2 separate regions of the Mus musculus genome follow, and region 1 is linked to region 2. Evidence: chromatin contacts called from public Hi-C data. All regions are on one chromosome and are shown on one strand. Each heading gives the region's core, a stretch centred on a gene start, on an enhancer-like site or on the middle of the called end of the contact. The rest is flanking DNA. Distances are from core to core; before and after follow the strand shown.

What was found. A called contact is a pair of places that touch in the nucleus more often than the background predicts.
Region 1: a contact with region 2 is called in a Hi-C map of bone marrow-derived macrophages, with 65 read pairs. The contact joins the enhancer-like site here to the promoter of Rtn4r in region 2. A contact is called at or near these places in 11 of 39 promoter capture datasets (the HPC-7 cell line, cranial neural crest, embryonic stem cells and 8 more), 1 of 15 datasets of contacts at CTCF or cohesin (the NIH/3T3 cell line), 57 of 484 Hi-C or Micro-C datasets (3T3-L1-derived adipocytes, the AML12 cell line, the CH12 cell line and 40 more), 25 of 115 datasets of contacts at active chromatin or transcription factors (the 230-238 cell line, the HPC-7 cell line, VIP interneurons and 17 more) and 3 of 9 other capture datasets (adipose tissue, macrophages and pancreatic islet).

What each region holds. Positions count from the first base shown.
Region 1 is chr16:18,193,808-18,196,507 of GRCm38.p6, forward strand. No RefSeq gene overlaps it. Among named protein-coding and RNA genes, the nearest start is that of 4933432I09Rik, 19 kb to the right of the region's middle. Within about 2 kb of position 1,359, at least 123 of the 459 cell types and tissues checked have an H3K27ac peak or open chromatin away from gene starts, as enhancers often do. A contact at or near this core is called in the 230-238 cell line, the HPC-7 cell line, VIP interneurons and 11 more, where this site is marked.
Region 2 is chr16:18,126,224-18,128,923 of GRCm38.p6, forward strand. It overlaps Rtn4r (reticulon 4 receptor), which reads left to right and starts at 1,419. Exons shown (of 2, transcript NM_022982.3): 1 at 1,419-1,679. The coding sequence starts at 1,658. Gm52241 reads right to left here. Exons shown (of 2, transcript XM_030249377.1): 1 at 2,418-2,700; 2 at 1,391-1,984. The coding sequence starts at 2,441. The coding sequence ends at 1,391.

The DNA.
Region 1 (2,700 bases), core at 109-2,608, 68 kb after region 2:
GAGCCTCCAGGGTCACAGCAGGGCTCCTGCCCCACGTGTTTGTCCAGTCCTGTGTGGTGACTGTCTCCAGAGAGCCCGACCCAACAGGAACAGAGGTGGGAAAGACTGTGGGGTGGCAACTAGAAACCCCTTGTTCCTGAACTGGTGCTATAAGGAGATCCAACTGAAATTCCCCAGTTGGGAGGTGTCTGTCCTTACACACAAAGTCAAGGCACGGCCTAGGCACAGCAGTGTGGCAGTCCTCATAGGAATCGGGGCCCAAAGTATCTGTATTGCCGGACCCAGGGAAGTAACTGCCATGGAGGGTCACAGAGCCCTGTGTCCAGTAGACAGGACAGGAGAGCCAAAACATGGCTGCAAAGGCCAGCCCTTGCACAAGGGACCAGAAAGCACAAAAGCTGCGCCCCTCAGCCTGAGAGTTTGTCTCCCATCCTTCTGGGCCAGCTTCCAGCACTGAAGATCCACCAGCTTTCCTGGTTTACCATGTGCCCGTCACACAGCTCTGCTCAGGCTCAGGCAGGCCAGAGACAGTGCTCACTTCACACCTTCCCCTCCCACACAGTTCTTCGGAATACAGTGGCCACTGCCAGCAAGGACCCCTGGGAAATCAGCTGATGCCAATAAACCTCCCTCGGATACCGTAGGGTCCCCAGTGTACCATTGCTCTTCCACATCAACCAGTCCACCGCAGCTGTGTCTCGGAGCCCTCATCCATCAGAGGCGGGGTCAGCCCAGGGCTGCTTTCCCACAGCCTGTAGCCCACCCAGAGCTCAAACCCTCAGTAGTGCCTCTCAGCACTTGCCTGGCTCCATTGCTGGGGCTGCAGCTCATCCAGCATCATGGTCAGGAGTCGGGTACTGGCTGGGCTTGCCACCCGCCAGCCTGACATTTCCAAATAGGCTAGCAGTGCTTTGTCAGCAGGCAGAACACGCACTGTCAGCAGCTCCCCAGATACCAAATGCCAGTGTGGCTACCCAGGCATGGCAGGATGAGGCCTGGACTGGGCGTGGGTGCAAGAGCTGTGGACGGGAGTCCTGGGGCTGCCCTGGGGAGAATGAGCTGATCTTTGCCAGCCAGCCAGCTCCAGTCTTTTCTGGCCAAAACCCCGCAAGGCTCCACCCTTCCCTCTCTCATAACAGGTGTCCACCGTAGCCCTGGGTGGGCCTCAGCACCCAGCAACTCTCGTTGGACTGTATAGCCTGCTTCTCCCCAGGTGTCTGCACGGTCTAAAAATCAAAGCCACGGCTACCCCAAGAGTCCCAGCATGGGCTTTAGGGAGCATTTCCTACCACATTGCTGGGCCCAGCCTGGACAGCCAGCTGGGACTGGGAGAGCAGACAACAGCCAGCTCCATGGGCCCAGGCAAGTCTATTGAAAGAAAACGTGGGTGAGGCCAAGCCCCGCCCACAGCTCCACAGTTCCCTGGAGGGCCTCACCCACCAGCAGGTTGGCATTCAGGGTGGGGAAGCAAAGACAGTGACTGGAAGATGAAGTGTGAATGACTCACGGGTGTCACAGCTCCTTGACTTTCAAGGAAGTTAGAATAGACTGAAGCCAGTCCTAGATTGTGGTAATTGCTCATAGCAGCGCGGGCCAATTAGCATGTGACTGAGGAAATGAAAACAAGACTTTTTTCTCCTGTTAAAATATTTCAATACAAAATGTAGGAGGCTCTGCTGCTAAATGGAGTCTGCCTGTGAGGAGGACACTGTGCAGGAGACTCACTTGGGTCCTAGTACACATGTCCCAGGAATATGACCCCTGCCAGTACATGACCCCAGGAGGACATAAGCCTGGGAGGAATTCACGTTTACTCCAGCCCACGTGGAGAGTGCCATCCAGTTCAGTAATTAACAGTCATATTGTGCCCGGTGATATCATCAGCTGGGGCAAATCAAGGGGGGGGGGTGAGATGGGCAGGGGCAGCTGGGGCAGCTGGAGCAGGTGGGGAGGTAAGATGGGCAGGGGCAGCTGGGGCAGCTGGGGAGGTGAGATGGGCAGGGGCAGCTGGGGCAGGTAGGGCAGCTGGGGAGGTGAGATGGGCAGGGGCAGCTGGGGCAGGTAGGGCAGCTGGGGAGGTGAGATGGGCAGGGGCAGCTGGGGCAGGTATAGATGGTAGAGCAGGTACTGCTGGGTAGCAAGATAATACCTGAGGATGTGAACTGATGGAGAGGAGACCTGGGTCTGCAGAGCAGGTGCTGGGCCCTGTTCCTGCTGTGGCTGGAGTGCAGCAAGGAAGATGGAGGCTTCTTGGTCTTTTGCTCAGAGTCCCCTCTTCCCCTGTGCCTCTTGGGGACTCCAGCACCTCCAATAAGGTCCGAGCAAGTGCAGAACTTTTATCAAAGGCTGTTCCTGGCAATGCCCTACTGTGGACTACCTCCCCACTTTTAGCAGGGCCTCATCTGCCTCTGTACCCATAGGAAGGTATTGGGGCTCTGGTGGTATAGTCCCCGCAGCTGGCAGCCCCAGCACTCCCTTTGTACTTGTGTCTTCCTTGTGACACCCCAGAGCTGGCAGAAGACTGACAGAAGCGAGCCAGGGCCCCTCAGCATACTGGGCACATCACCTCTCCCTCTCTGCAACTCTGCAGCATCTTTGAGCTGGTTACCATCAGCATCCCTGGGATCACAGTCACAACATATGAGTGGGAGGCTAAGTCACTGATCCCAACAGTTAGAACATAGCAGGGCCACCTTCTTA
Region 2 (2,700 bases), core at 169-2,668:
AGCAAAGATGGTAGCCCAGGACTCTAGCCTGGTCTTCAGATTTTCAGCCATGTCCCACGACATGAGGTGGTTGGAGCCACACCAGCCACTGGTGTGGGCACTGCTGGATTCGAGGACACTGGGAGAAAGGTGTTGGTCTAGGCTATAGGCCATGGCCTTCTGCTGGCTCTTTGAAGTTGGCTTTGGGTTATTCATCTGTCACTGGGTGGCCAGCCTCCCATGTGGTGGGGAGTGGAAATGAGAACTTACTGAGTCACATAGGGGTCAATCTGGTGGCACTTGGTGACCAGTATCCAATGAAGAAGTGGCCGTGAGTGCCTGCCCTGCCTTAACCTCATCTCACACATTTCAGTGACCTGAAAAATCCAAGTCAAATGAACAAGGACAACTGGGACAAAGCACACAGAGGTGTGGTTGGGGACACAGCCAGGGCAGGACCGAGCAGTGTAGCTTCCATATATGGCCAGAAAGCCATTCCATTGCAGGCTCTTCAGCGCTCTCCACCCCTGAAGCTTATGCCATACTGGGTGTTCTCTTTCTCTACTGAGACAGGCGGACCATGGGCCCTATCCAGCTCTCTGGCTAGATAATGTGCAGGACAGATACAGACAACGACCTGGCAGCCAGCCGAAGCACCTCTACCACCACCCCACCCCAGAATGCACCTAAGAACTCCAGATAGAGCACCCAAGCAGGAATGGGAGATGGGACATGTTGGGGGGGGGGGTTGCCATTAGGAACATTGGCCTTATATTGATCTGGCTTGGTGGAGGGTGGGTCCAGAGGATTCTTCGGACTTTGTAATCTCCATTGCAAAGGGGAAATGATAGGAGCTTGTGCAGAGGCAGGTGCAGACAAAGCCTGAGTGTCCTTCCTGGGACAGGGAACTACAAAGCTGGAGAGAGCACTACTGCGCTATTACACCTTGCCTCTCAGTTTTCTTACCCAGTCGCCTAGGACAGTTTCGAGCAAAGGGCTTTAAGGGGCAAGCGGAGGCGGGCCATGCAAAGGCCTGCTGCATCTGTCCGATGCCCAGGACTCCCTTCGGGACTCAGCCTGTGCCGCCACGCCCTCGAGCCCGCGCCCACGGCCGGTTCCGGGACGCGGTGCCCGCGGCCGCCTGCAGGGGCCGCCGCCTCTTCAGGAATGCGCCGCCTTTGTCTGGGACCGCGCGTGGCCCGTGCACCGGGTGGCTGAGCGCGTCCTGCCACTTGCACCGCGCTCCGGACACCCTCGCCTCCCCTCCCGTCGCCCGCCCGCTTGCCCTACACCCCGTACCCACCGGTCCGCCCCAGCGCGGCGCGCCCAGGTGAGCGCCCCGCCCGGCGCCAGGCCCCGCCCCGGCCCCGCCCCGCCCGGACCGGCGGGGAGACCGGGCGGATTCCGCGCGTCAAACCACATGATCCCATAAAACATTCATCCTCTCCTGGCCCGCGCTGCGAGCGCCCCGCCAGTCCGCGCCGCCGCCCTCACCCTGTGCGCCCGCAGCCCGCGAGCCCAGCCCGGCCCGGTAGAGCGGAGCGCCGGAGCCTCGTCCCGCGGCCGGGCCGGGACCGGGCCGGAGCAGCGGCGCCTGGATGCGGACCCGGCCGCGCGCAGACGGGCGCCCGCCCCGAAGCCGCTTCCAGTGCCCGACGCGCCCCGCTCGACCCCGAAGATGAAGAGGGCGTCCTCCGGAGGTGAGTGTCAGCGCCGCTCCGGAGACAGGCTGCAGCGGGGCGGGGCGGGGGGGACGCAGGGCATGGCTCACGCTGCCAGAGATGGAGCCGGGTCGCCGGTCGCTCCCGAGGGCCACCGCAGTGCCACGCCGCGCGCTGGCCGCTAGCAACTGGGCCCTGGGAGGGCGGAGCCCGCGGCAGCCGCAAAAGTTGCGGCTTTGCGGGAAAGTTGACAGCGACGGCGGGGCCAGGGATGGAGGGTACGAGGTTCCAGATGTTGGACCAGGGCCGGGTGGAGACTGAGGGCTGGAAGGGCGGGGTCCCACCTGAGAGCGCAAAGGCGGCGAATGGGTTAATGAGCGGGTTTGCAGAAACGTGGGCACCGGACCGAGATGGGGTCTGCCCAGCGAACCCTGCTCAGAAGCTGTTTCTTTGGGGTCAAACGGAGTAGGGATGAATACGGGTGTCAGCAGCAGCAGAGGGCGTGGGGGACAGGGCGATCCCAGAGCTATCTCTGGAGCAGGTAGAGAGGAGAACACACACACACACACACACACACACACACACACACGCAAGGCAATGTCTCCTCCTCGGAGATCGGGAGAGCTCCTGAGAGTGAGCGGCTCCATTGAGGGGCGTTGGTGCTCGAAACACCCCCTCCTTGGCAGCCCTGTGGGATTCCCTCCTCCCATCCGGTTGCAAAGCCCCCACAGTAGGGGCAAGGGAGGATGGGCTTCATGCAGGTTGGACATGCCTTACCTGGAGAATCTGGGGTGAACACATTGCCTTCCCCAGGTGCCCACCCTATCTACCCTGCTGATGTCCATGGTGCCGCAGGCTGCACACACGTTTCTTTGCACGTGTCTACATGGGCTACATACAGCCTTGCACACCTCCAGTGCACATGCATACCAAATCTGCCCTAGTGTGCACATGCACATAAATGCTATAAGCACATCCCTGTACTCGGGTGCATAGCTCTGTCCTCACTCCTGCCTACACACCTATGACCATACATGCATTTATGCAGCCTGCCTGCTGC